Regions from separate parts of the Mus musculus genome. Here region 2 is linked to region 1. The links are chromatin contacts, called in public Micro-C maps. All regions are on one chromosome and are shown on one strand. Each heading gives the region's core, a stretch centred on a gene start, on an enhancer-like site or on the middle of the called end of the contact. The rest is flanking DNA. Distances are from core to core; before and after follow the strand shown. Region 1 overlaps Gm39795 (a long non-coding RNA gene). Region 2 overlaps Ttll11 (tubulin tyrosine ligase-like family, member 11).

Region 1 (6,641 bases), core at 3,338-5,837:
TAAAGAAATACGCTGCTGTAATTTCGTGTGGCAGAAGACCCAGGGTGCTGAGGGGGATTCAAGAAAACAGCGCACACAAAGATTACCCAGAGCATGCAGGAAATAGAACACGCTTGTGTCTGGCTGGAGTCTGGCAGGCACAGACCAAAGATGCCTGAGGATGACGACTGTGGTTCAGGGGGTTCGTATGGGTGCCGTTCAGAGCCCAGCAGAGTCAGAGCAAACCCGGTGATGTGGTCTGAGCTTTCTTTTTCTGAGGCGGGTGCACTGCGAAGGAGTCAAAGATAGACTGTCCAGCTGTGCAGTGGCAGTCGGGGTGGAGAGCTGAGGTGTGTTCTGGGGTAGTCAGAGACTGAGCTGGCGGGAAGTAGTTGGAAGTCAAAGTGAACTGGAGGTGGAGGAGGGTGATGCCTGCCAGGACCCTTGTGTGGATGGTGGATGGGAGGTGATGGATGGTGGTACCCTTTGCTGACCGTGAAGCATCTGGGAACATATGCAGCCCCTCAAGTGAACAAATGAGTCTGGACTGAAGTAGAGGATGTCATTTCCAAAACCAAACACCCAACTTGCCTTGACCTGCCCTTAGGAATTAGGGCTTTCTTTCTGGAAGATATCTGTGAAAGGCTTGCAGAGGTGCCATTGAAATCCAGTTCCCCAGGCCCAGATAAACGTGTGACCTCTGACCTCTCTTCCCGTGGCTCCACAGCCACTGCTGTACATCTGTATCACCTACTGACACTGCAGAAACCATCAGCAATGTCTGCTATGTTCTGTGCTCAAGGAAGGAGCTTGTATTCTCATCTGAGGAGCCCGTGAGGCCCCTCGGTGCGAGGATCCTGACTCTCCCCTTGGCAGGGAGAAGCCAATTTGGGTAGCAAGATCTTCCAGAGTGGGCCTGAGTCTGCCTTCTTGACAGAGGCCAGAGGACTCAGCTGTACAACCCACCATTGGTTTGGGTCTAGGATAAAGGATGGACCTTCAGCCCCTCATCTAACATGCTCTGGGTGTGGCATTTACCACAGCCTCAGAGAAAGCAGTTATGCCAAGGAGCTCATGGCCTGGCATCCCCGAGGCACACTCTTACCCCGCCCAACCCTCCAGCAGCAGGTGTGGGCAGTGCTAGCAGGAAGTGAGTGCCTCATCACTAGAGGTATGCAAGTAGGAGGGATTTACCCATGTGACCTCAGACTCTGACACTGAGATTCCTGGACCCTTTTCCAGGTACCACCAGCTTCTCTTCCAGTGCTTCAGCCGCTGTCATAGCATCTCCTCTCGGAGTGGCTCTCTCCTTGTGCAGCCTGTAAGGTAAGTAGAACACAGAGCCACTGTCCACCCAGTGTCCAGGGGAGTCTAGACGATTCTAGAGTGGGAGTGGCTGAAGAGCCTTTGTGGATTTAAAGGTTTCTCCTGTGGCCGCTACTGTCAATGTGTTAACTCATCTGCTCCTCAACAAGGGGAAGGCAGGCGAGGGGAGCCCTGAGGGCGAGGGATGAGGTGGGCTGAGTGCCCAGATGTCTGCTCCCACCCAGGCTATGGGCTATGCTTCTTGCTGTGTTCTCAAGTCTTCTGGGACCCCTTGTATGGTGGGGCAGATTCCCCATGAGGAGGAGGAGAGGCAGGGAGTCTCCCTGCATGTGGCAGAGAGGTGAGAGAAGTTGGGTTGTGGCCATCAAGTCCCCGGCTTGTTGACCTTAGGAGGCACCTGAGGAGTGTGAGTCACGGGAGGGTGGATGAGTCACTGCCACCTGGCTGGGTGGGCGGGCCCACCTATCAGATTCCAGGTGAGCCTGCAGAGCCCTGGGAGAGCAGAGAGCTGGGCTCCCAGCCAGGAGACCCAGATTGCTTTCCAAGGGCTTTCCTCCCTGTAAGGCAGGTGCATTGCACAACTCCGCAGCCCCCCAACTCCCATACATCTAACAGGGATGTGGTGCGGGGCGCGGGGGTGGGAGGATCAGATGCGCCTGTAGATGCCAAAGGCCTTTGTGAGCCGGAAAGCCAAGAGGGTCGCTGTGACAGTGTTTCAGTTCTGAACAGAAGAAAATTTCTTACTGTATGAAGAGAAAGCCCTTCAGCCCATGGCATCAGTGAGCAGCCTGTGATGTCCCTGTTGCTTGCCCATAGCATCAGGAAGTGAGTGCCTGCATTGTTCAGCTCTCCGCCACACCTAGCTCCTGAGCGATGACAGGAGCCGCCTACTATCCCTCTTAAAGTCTAGATAAAAGGGCCTTTGATGGTCATCAAGACACTTAGTCCTTGGAGCTAGGGGTTCCTGGAAGGTTCTCTAGGCCCAGACAGAGGCCTGGCCTGGCCCCAGCTGACACTGAAGAACCATGTCTGGCTTCTGGGGTGCTGTTTCGCTCCATGAGGGAGCTGCCTCTGAGAGATTTTTATCAGTAAGGAGTGTCCCTTTCTGTGTGTACTTTGCTCTCTAGCAATGTCACAAGGACCTTGCATTCTCCCTGCCTGCCCTGCTTTTGCAAACACCGCAGGACCACAAGCAGACCTGCTTGGGTCTAGCTGAGTATGAGCGCTTGCTGAGCTGGCCTGCTTGTTCTTGTCCTGTACCTCCATGAACTCCATGTGAGCAAGATGACCCGGGGTCCTGTCAGATCCGCAGATAGCCTTGTCACAAGTCTCTGGCACACTGATTGCTTTCTCTTCATCTAGAACATTCTCTTCTTTGCTGTGGGAGAGGCTGGCCGGTCTGTTTTCCTGAGCTGCCCCACCCCACCCTTTCTGGGCTTTTGTTTTTTTTTTACTTAAATGCTCACCGGATTCTGGAATCCATGAATCACGTGACAGATATTTAGGCCCTGAGCTGAGTGTTGGAGAATGGGCAAAGAACGAATCCTTTCCATGCATCCTGTGTAGATAGTCATTCCTGCCACTGAGTCAGATTTTCTTCACCTGAGGAGGAGGAGATAGTTTAGGTGCCCGGGGGTGGGGGTGGGGGGTGGGGCAGGTGGACAGTGCAGAAAAGCTTGAGTACAGGACAGCAGGGTGGCTAGGCAGGGAGAGCATCCCTCAGAGGGAATGGGGAAAGTTCAGACAAGGGGATAAGGCCATGCTGCCCTTGACTGTGGGTTTTACTCCAGGCTACTGGGGGCTTTCAGGAGCTTCCCAGTGGGAGACCAGGAGAATTTTATTAGTGGAACCATCATGTATGCACACATGCACATACACACACACACAGATGTACACACACATACAGACACACACGGGCGCACACACACACCCAATGTGGTGTTGTTGCTTTAGGGTTTTCCTCATTGAAGTGCCCCAGTGCTTCCTCATGTGAGGCCTTATGTTGAGAAGTCCTGGGAAATGAGCGCTTTCCCAAGATCCTCTTGGTTCTTTGCCCCACCCTCCCTTTCCTAGGCAGCCCTTGCTGACTTCTGTACTGGAAAGAGAGGTGAGCTGTACCATCCTGCAAGAGCAGTGATACTTTAATCCATGAGGAGACAGTGGTGGCTGATACCCAGGGTGCATTTGCTGACTTCCAAGACGCCCAGGGAGCCAGTCAGCTTTTCATGCCCCTGAGATTAGCACTGGGCTGAGATGAGCATTATGTGCAAGGGGCTGGTCACCTGGAGGAGCCCAATGTGCCTGAGGACAAGTGAGTCATGGGTGGAGACTGAGTTGGGAGCGGCCGGAGGTGACAGGGATGTCTAGAGAGACCTTGAAAGTTAGTTTCAATTTTCTGGGTCACCGCATAGATGGCTGTCAAGGAGAGGAATAATTTGATTGATGGGATTGTAGAGCAGCCAATTGGTGGAAGGCAAAGGGGAGGGTGGGTCAGAGCAGGCAATGCTGAGAGCTGGTAGGAGAGAATGTGTGTTACCAGTGAAGCCCTGTCGCTTCCCTTCACTACACACGCGCACACACACACACACACACACACACACACATTGGCACACAGAGACATACACATATACACATTTATACAGATACATACATACATACATACATACATACATACATAAACATACACTCAGACACAGACACACACACAAAGTGGGGGAGCGAGATGGGGAGGGGAATAGCGAATAGCCAGGCTGGTCTTCTCTGTTCTTTGTTCTTGTTGGGTTCTGTCCCCACTGTCCAGCTAGGCTGACTTGAGTTAGATCTCTGCAGCTCTGGATTCAGGAGTGAGAGAGTCTGAGTCTGAGTCTGAGTCACTATCTCTCTAACCCGAAGGTGCCCCAGTCCCTCTCAGTTTGGCTTTCTGCACCCATGAACTAGGGCTGGATGGTGGCTGGGAAGAAGCCGAGAAGCCTGGTTTAAGTACATGGGACGGCTGGGGAGCCTTGGTTTTACCGTTGGTGAAGGCCCTGCCCAGGTCACAAGTTGCCCACTGGGGACTCCTCTGTGGCCACAAGTCTGTAATCTGAACCAGAAACAAGATGTTCCCAGCAGAGCTCACAGAGGCCACCAGGAAGATTTGGGGGTGGGGAAAGGAGGGTTGGAAATGCCTTTAGCACTGGTGTCTGGCCCAAGGCCAAGCATGGAGGAACTGGTCAGGACTTGTTCAACTCTTCATCCTGGGCTCTCAGCACTCAGGATGGCTAGGTTCTTAAAAATCCTAAACAACACAACAACAGAGGCTATGGATATAGCTCAGATAATAAGAATGCTTGCCTAGGGTAGGCTGGGCCCTGGGATTGGTTCCCAGGACTGAGATGATGATGATGATGATGAGGAGGAGGAGGTTGAGGACGATGATAAAACACAGTTTCCAAATTGATGGGGCAGGGCACAAAGAAGTAGGTGTGAAAAGCAGAGGGTGCCACAGGCAGACTAAGAGCATCCTGGCTGGAAGGGCCCAAAGGCTCACAACTGACCTCCCTAGTTCACAGTTTTGGAAACTGAGTCCCAGGCAGAAGCAATGGAAATAAGAAGCAGAAAAAAAGGAGCCTAGGCCCAGGTCCAGGATTCCCTCTAGGTAGGTGTGGCTCTTTGCTCCAACCCGCTGCCTCCAAGGAGCGTGAATAATGTTCGGTTAACTGTGGGGGAGAGGAGGCGGAGGCTGTTTGTACTCTGCTGCCTGTGGAGTCGGGGCTGGCGCAGCTATTTCAGCCCAAGCCACAGGGTCCTATTTATAGGCCTGTGTGATTAGCCTGGCCTATGTCAAAGGCCTTTTCCCTTCTGCCCTGCCCGGCCATGGCTGAGGACAGAAGCCCTAACAGGAATGGCAAGTAGCAGGGACTTGAGGGTGCTTTCTGCAGCATGCTCAGGCGGGGCAGGCAGGTTAGCCAGTTTAGCCAGCAAACTGTTCTCTGCCTGTTCTGATGCCCTCTTCTGGCCTCCAAGAGCAATGCATGCATGTGGCACAGCGATATTGGCCGGCAGAACTCATGCAAGTAAATAAAATCTTAAAAATAAATAAATAAACAAATAAATGCGATGTATTTTTATTTTATGTGTTTCACCTGCATCTCTTCATCGCTGTATGTGTGTCTGGTGCTGAGGAGACCCCAAGAGGACGTTGCATCCCCTGCAAATGGAGTTACATACAGATGATGGGTGTGAGTTGCCATTTAGTGCTGGGAACTGAACTCAGGTTCTCTGCAAGAGCAGCCAGTAGGTGCTTTGTAAGGGGGGGTGGGGAGGAAGAGGGAGAGACAGAGACAGAGACAGAGACAGAGAGGGGGAGAGAGACACACACAGAGTAACAGGCTTCAAAAAATCAAGTAGCCCTGAATTTAAACTCTGATTTGAGGTTCCCAATTGTGTGGTTGGTCTTCAGCTGAAGCTCTGTGAGCCCGTTTCCTTATCTACGAAGCTGGATGATGGCACCGTAAGTTTTAAATGGTGCTTATGAGGCTCATATCATGGAGCTGAGGAGATGGCTCAGAAGGTAAAGTGCTGGCCCCACACACCTGTTGGCTCCCTGGCATCTCTATAACCAGAGTCCAGGGGAGGGGAGAGGAGAGGGGAGGGGAGGGGAGGGGAGGGGAGGGGAGGAGAGAGAGGGAAGGCGAGGCAAGGCGAGGTGGGAAGGGAAAGCAGAGAGAAGATCACCTAGGGCTTCCTGCTTAGACTGTTAGAGCCAATATGTGAGCTCCCAGTTCAAGGAGTAAACATGCCCCCCCCCCCAAATTAAGATCTCTAGCCTCTACATGCACACACACACACACACACACACACACACAGAGTTCTTGTCATGATGCCCGCTGCATGCTGAGTATCTGTGTGCAGTAGAAGTCTTATTTGCAGGTGAGGAACTGAGGCTCCTTGTGTAGGGCTCTGCTCAAGTCAGGTCTGGGCAGTCCTGGCTTCCCACGCTGCCCCAATTCTCTCTCCTCCTCCTAGCCCTTGGGGCCTATCCTGTTCCTAAGAACAGGGGAGTTTTGTGTAAGGGATTGTTTTTCTTAAGAAGTTCCTTCTGTAGTGCCACATGATGACTCAGAACTCTGAGTCACAGCTGATGGCAGGAGCAGCCCGCCCTAGGAAGGAGGCAGAGGGAAAGGAGAGAAGAAAACAGGAAAGGGACCAGCTAGTCCCAGCTGTCCTGCTGTTTGGTTAAGGAGACCCATCAGGTCCCCTTCTCCTGCTTAGCCTCAGTTTTCCCAACTATGATTTTTACCAAGTGGTTCCCATTGGGGGTTGATTCTTAGAATTGGGTTCCTGGGCCCACCCAG
Region 2 (6,335 bases), core at 1,776-4,275, 560 kb after region 1:
GAGCTGCATGCCAGGCAGGTGGGAAGACAGGAATGCACAGACTCCAGGCAAAGGACCCTGCAAAAGGGAACTGATAGGGGTGCAGGAGGGAAGGTGTGTTTTAGAAGTTCAGGTGATAGGGATGGAGCCTAAGGCATGTGGAAGGGCAATGGGAACAGGGAAGAAGGTCCTGGCAAATACTCCCCACAGGAGCAGAGACATAGCTTGTCTCAGAACTCAGGTACCCAAGAACCTCCCCTTCTGTGTGGAACAGTCTGAAGAAACAGGAGCCAGAGAGAGTCCAGACATGGAAGCTCACCTACTAAGGTCAATGTCCGCATGGGAAACAAGGGCCACCAAGAGCCTTTCAAGCCCTACATATTCTCACTTTACCGACCCTCTAATAAGTGTGCTGAATTGGCTTTCAGATACACTGAAAATTAGAAGGGAGGGGACAGGATATCACAGGCACATGATTTGCAGAGGAGGAAGAAACAGCTTCTAGCCAGAAAACAGAAAAGTAAGAAGAAAATAATCACTCGCAAAAGTCACGCTCTTCGAAGACACTGACAGAGAGCAGTCCCAAACCAGGTTGCGGAATCATCATTCAGACAAAAAGCCCCAAGATGGGTGTGGTGGCGTACACTTGTCCTCCCAGTGCTGAGAAGATGGGTGTAAAGGATGGGATGGAGCCCAGCCTGGATTGCATGGGAAGCCTCTGAAAGAAGAGAGCAGGGAAGAGAGAAAGGGAGGAAGGATGGAAGGGAAAGGAGGAGAAGGAAGAGTAGCAAACTCATGGAATGAGTAAATCTAGTAAGTAAAGATGCTTAGACACGTACACACAAGACCATTTAAAAAACAGAAAATACAAGGGCTCTCAAGTGTTTCTAACAATCAAAGACTCACCATGATGCTAAAAGCCAGTCTTGACCAAACTGAAAGTGCTCATGGATCTGCAGTTGACTGTTGGAAGGTGCTATAGTAATTGCTTAGACCCAACTGTCTTTTGAAAAAGAGAATCCCAGTGTAGGGAAGGGACTTTCCCAGAACCATGGGAAACGAGAGGAACAGAGTCAAAGAGCTGGGCCCAGGTCCTCTGGACCACCCATTCTAGATCATCTGGGAATGGCAGGCTTAGAGGTAGGTCCAAAGTACAGGCTGAGAAGGTTCCAAACACTAAGCTCTAGGTCGTGCCTCATCCTCCAGTGTGAGACCCAGGGCCATATGACCATTCCTGGTTTGTGTGGTTATACTCATTTGAATGGCTCTACAAGCCAGGTGGGGATTACCATGTGATGCACTGGTGCCTGGGACACTAGAGAAGAGAGGAAGAGACATGTCAGGTCCTGGTTGCTAGCAATGACTGCTAGCAACATCCCAGAGCCCTTTGCTGCTGGCCCAACAGTCAGTGAGATTTCCTAAGAGAGACTCTGAGTGGTAAGCAATACAGACAGGATTCTTTCCATGTGCATGCAAAGCCTCAGAGGGGGCTGGCTACATTGCCTACACAATAGAAATTTCAGATACAAAATCAGTACCACATGGTCTCTGTGCTTTGCAGATGCTGAACCTCACTCATAGCAGGTGTCCTGGGGCAGGGGTGGCAGTCAGGGGTGGGGTGGGGTGGAACAACACTTCGCTATTTGGTTTCTGCAAATGCAATTTGGTAAGTCTCTTGCATCATGGTTTTCCCTTGTTGAGAACATCTGGTATTTAGCTCTCACTGGGGCTTATCTACGGCGAGCTTCCAAACACTTCTCTATGTAACATTCTGCCACCCTGTATGTTGGCTTTAGAACCTTCCAGAGCCTTCACAGCTTCCTGTCAGATGAGTGTGGCAGTTTAGAAAGTGGTGCTACCATCACTGTGACTGCAGATAAGAGACCAACCCCAGCCACTTTCTTTAACACACATTTGTCCTCACCACAAAGGGCTGAGGGCTCCCGGAGAGAGTGACACTGAGCTGTCAAGACAGAAATGTTTGCGGAAAACATCTTTTCTGTCCACCCCCTTTTTCTAAAATAATACTTGCCTTATAAGTATTCTAACTATTTCTCTTATAAATGAGCATGTTTTGGGTTACATAGGAAAGAGCCTAGACATCTTTGATTGTCTCGGATATAATGACTGTTTTGATTAACGAGGCAACTTTACAATAGGAAAGAGGCAAACCACAAAATAAAACTCTGGCTAGCGCGTCTTGGTATTTCTGAAGAACGTGTGCCAGACTTGGTTGAGATCCTGAAATGGTCGCATGGGGCTGTGTTTTGTAATGAGGAGGGGAGCAGGTTTTTAAACCAAAAGATAGGTCCTAATTTGTGTATGACAGTAGGACCCTGTGTCCTCAACTCTACCCCTAGGTTCCCCTCAGCTCTACAGTTCAGCCAAAGCAAGCAAGTTCCTTCTGTAAGGGACATTGTCTGGTCTAGGGAAATATGGTACTGGACTCTGAGACTCACTGAAGAATCGTTCAGAACACTTCAGGTCATGTCCTCCAGGGATGTTTGCACATACCAAGAGATGTTCAACCCTCCAGGTTTTCTTCCTGTCCCCCTCACCAGGTGACAATATCATGCTGCTTACAATCCTCCAGTTCCCAGTCACCACGGTGTTCTCGTGTTCTCGCTGCCTTTCTGAGCAGAAGGCTGCTCAGAACTCCTCTCTCTGACCCACAGGCCAAGAAAAGCCTTGCTGTCACTGAGATCTAGATCTCTTCTGGGTCCACAAAGTGGTGGATATCCAGTGACTTTCTTAATTACGTGTATGCTTTAGGTGGGATAAGTTTCAGGCCTTTCTGTGACCTCCTCTGATTACCACGATGATGTTATGGGCAAGAAGTTATTTTCTTTATTTGGTAAACTAGGGATTTGAGGCTCAGAGAAATTAGTAAGATATGCCCAAGATTACAGGCAGAAAACAAAATAAAGAGCCAGGATTCGAGGCTAGCTGTCTCTGCCTCCCATGGTCTTCCTACCGTGCTCTGTAGACTTGGCTGAATTCCTTCCGTGTGTGTAATGTTTGATAAAGACTACATTGAACTGTGACCCGCCGGTCGCCCATTCTGCACTCATCCGGCTCAGCCCAGACAAGCAAGCAGGAGCAGGGGAAGCTTGCCTTCCAGGGCTCGTGATGATTTGTGGCGGGTGGCGTTCCTTCTCTCTTGTTTTTCTTGTGCTTTCCACAGTGTGGGGCCCAGCAGTAAGAATCTGGGAATCTTGCCTCTGAGTTCTGTTTTCTTGGACCAGTCTGACAAGTGATGGAAGTGCTTAGGGACCAGACCCGGCTGAATGAATGACTTCTATAAACTGTCCAGATCCTGCATTGGTGAGAGGACCAGGAGGTGAAGCCAAACCACACAGTCTACCACTGTCTCCTGCACCCTCATCTCTGCCACTTATCAGAGAAAACATAGAGCAGACACTATCTCTTTGAAGGGGTTTGAGTCCTAGAAAATATGAGCTAAATTTTAAGTACAATTTTAATTTTAATGAAAGCTTCAGGGAGTGCTGTTTGTTTGTGTTGCTTATCTTTCATACCTGGTGATTAAGTTAATTTATGCTTAATGGAAGAGGGTATCTCTAATCCCCAGACAGACTGAACATCTGTCTAGGACTGTGTTTCTGGAAGCCGTGAGCTGCTAGAGATGGATGCAATGAGACCAGGGCGTTGCTGAATAGACACCCGAAGGCTGTGCAAGGAGGACCAGGGACATCATCATGTCTGCCCAGTGCTTGTGCTGAAACCAAATCAACGTTCTGAGCATCTCGTCTGTCACTCCTTCAGTATCCTGCCTCCCGCTCTTTCATGTTATTCCCTGGATGGAGCTATGGAAAGGAAGTTGGGCTGCCGGGTATAGATCTACCATTAAAGCTAGCTACTCCCAAACCCCTCCCACATCTGTGCGTGTCTGCAGTCCCAGACGCTCCCACTTGCATGCACTCTCAGCTGGCTCTCCCAGGTCTGGAGGGAGCAATCATTCTCCTGCTTTACATTTTGGGAAACAAAGCCTCCAAAGGCTGAAGTAGCTTGCCTCAGAAACACAGCTTCTAAGCACCAAAGCTAGTATTGATCCAAATTCAGTCTGTTCTTGTTTTTACTCCCATAATAATGGATCAAACCACTTTGTCATGTGCTCTTGTAAATAAGGCTTCATTGGAACACAGCCACGTATATTTAAGCATTGTCTATAGTTACATTTCACATTGCAATGGCTGTCTCTTTGCTTCATGGCCACAATGATGTGAGTAGCTTTCTCTCTCACCACACCCTTCTCCCATAACTTTTCTGTCTCGTCACAGGTAGAAAAGCAATGTAGCTAGCCAACCACTGATTGAGACTTCTGAGACCATGAGCCAACTAAATTCTTCTTGTCTCTTCAACTATTCTATTACAGTGACAAGCTCATGACTAACACACCATCCCCACAGTGGCTCCATCATACAAGGGACCTGGGACAGAATGTGTGACTTATTCCCTCTCTAACACGTCAATCTCCCTGTAAACGATCCTTCCTCTCAGTCACAGAGCAGATGGCTGCTGGCAGAGGCATAGGATGGGCTGCACCACACATGAGACTAAATGTTCACACACCACAGTGAAGTGAAAAACACAAAAGGTGTGTGTGTGTGTGTGTGCGCGTGCGTGCTCGCGCACGCTCGCTGGTGTGAACATATGGAGATCATGCCTTTATGAAACCATGCTGACAACATTAAGTTCAATCATGTGAAATTGCAGACATTTTGACACATGGAAGTCCCAATTTCACATTTAATTGGTGATAATTGGTATTTAGGAATTATCACTACATGGAGACATAAAATGTTGGCAACTTTCTTCATGTTAGCTCCTGTGTGTGTGTGTGTGTGTGTGTGTGTGTGTGTGCATGCACGCATGAGTATGTATGTGTGCATATTTACTTATCTTCTACAAGCAGCAGCTGGCCCCAAACACCCTCATAAATTTTGGCAGTAGCAATCAAAATTTAAAATCACCTATTCTTTGACCTAACAATTTTTTTTCTAAGGATCCAGCCTGCAGATGGATAGGCAGCAGGGTCTTCCTGGCAGAGTGAACAAAATGTGAGACAGTGGAACGTCAGTTCCCATAATCAGGGGGTTGGTTATGAAGAGAATGAGAGGTCCTCAGATTCCAATGGCAAGCAGCAAAGGACAGCTCTGGATCTGCTCAGGTGGAGGCATGCCCTGACTGTCCTGGAGAACATCAAGCTCAAGTCTGAGAATGACAGACATATCATTCAGTAAAGAGTGGGCTCCTGCGTGTCTCTGAAGGTTTAAGGACTGAAATAAAGGGCTTGGGAAGCAGCAAGCAAGTAGAGAACAGTGGACTTTCATGGGGAAGTGGGGTCTTGGTTGACTTATACAGTGACGCTCAGGTGATGGAGTTCCTGCCTGGCTGAGGTAGCCCAGAGGCTGAGCCCTGGCACAACATCCACCAGGTAGCCCACACACTTACAATCCCAGTGCCAGGGGCTTTGGAGCTCTAGGACAGGAACAAGTTAGAGAACAGCCTGGAACATGAGACCCATCTCAAAAAAAAAAAAAAAAAAAAAACAACTTTAGTGGATAAATCATTCGCATTATTGATGATGGAGAAGCCTACTACTTTTACAATATTTTCAAATAAAGCAGTAAATGAAGGCAGCTTTGGTAAGCAGTGGGTAACTATGCACAGCATAACCAACAAGCAAAATTCATATTGGTTCTGGGATTCTGACCAGGTGTTCAGAGCAGGTGTTCTCTAAGCTAAGCCTTAGAAGAGTTGGGGAAAGAGCAAAGAAGTATGGTACCCCCTCTCCAAAGGGACCCTGAGCTTATTAGAGCTCTCAGGATGGCTAACACATTAGGGTTTGTTTTGCAGCTTGTGACATTCTGGTGGTTGTAAAAATTCTTATAGAACCAGATTTTCAGTTAAGATTCATATTACTTTATTCAAACAAATGCACTCCGCTCCACCCACTACCCCAGCATCATCTCTTACTTGGAGACTGGGGAGGACTTCACATTAAGGCTAGGGAGCTAGGGAGCAGCTGTAGACATGACCGATAGTTCACTCTGATCCCTTTCCTTTGCCTGGCAGAAATCAAACTCATCCAGGTTCCATGAGAGGCTGGCTCCAGCTCAGACTTGCTCAGGAACAGGTTGCTGTGGGTCCAGTGTTATTGGCAATACTAATTTATGGTTGGGACTGTGACTCAAATCTGGATAGTGTGATGTGTTGGAAAACCTACTAAGGTGTCTTTGCTATTTTTATTTTTATTTTTTAAATGAGAAAAGGTCTCATGTAATCCAGGATACACTTGAACAAGTGATGCCCCTGCTCTCACCTCCCAAGTGCTA

What was found. Hi-C and Micro-C count contacts between places; a contact is called where the count stands out from the background.
Region 2: a Micro-C map of the G1E-ER4 cell line shows a contact between it and region 1, with 6 times the contacts expected there. The contact joins two enhancer-like sites. A contact is called at or near these places in 1 of 39 promoter capture datasets (pre-B cells), 1 of 484 Hi-C or Micro-C datasets (the G1E-ER4 cell line) and 3 of 115 datasets of contacts at active chromatin or transcription factors (embryonic stem cells, large pre-B cells and pancreatic cancer cells).

What each region holds. Positions count from the first base shown.
Region 1 is chr2:35,265,599-35,272,239 of GRCm38.p6, forward strand. It overlaps Gm39795 (a long non-coding RNA gene), which reads right to left. Exons shown (of 3, transcript XR_003954036.1): 3 at 1-2,907. It also overlaps a transcript of Gsn not described here. Among named protein-coding and RNA genes, the nearest start is that of Gm39795, 4.8 kb to the right of the region's middle. Within about 2 kb of position 4,588, at least 123 of the 459 cell types and tissues checked have an H3K27ac peak or open chromatin away from gene starts, as enhancers often do. A contact at or near this core is called in the G1E-ER4 cell line, pancreatic cancer cells and pre-B cells, where this site is marked.
Region 2 is chr2:35,829,881-35,836,215 of GRCm38.p6, forward strand. The region is part of intron 6 of Ttll11 (tubulin tyrosine ligase-like family, member 11); the gene reads right to left. Among named protein-coding and RNA genes, the nearest start is that of Gm10829, 8.4 kb to the right of the region's middle. Within about 2 kb of position 3,026, at least 93 of the 459 cell types and tissues checked have an H3K27ac peak or open chromatin away from gene starts, as enhancers often do. A contact at or near this core is called in the G1E-ER4 cell line, pancreatic cancer cells and pre-B cells, where this site is marked.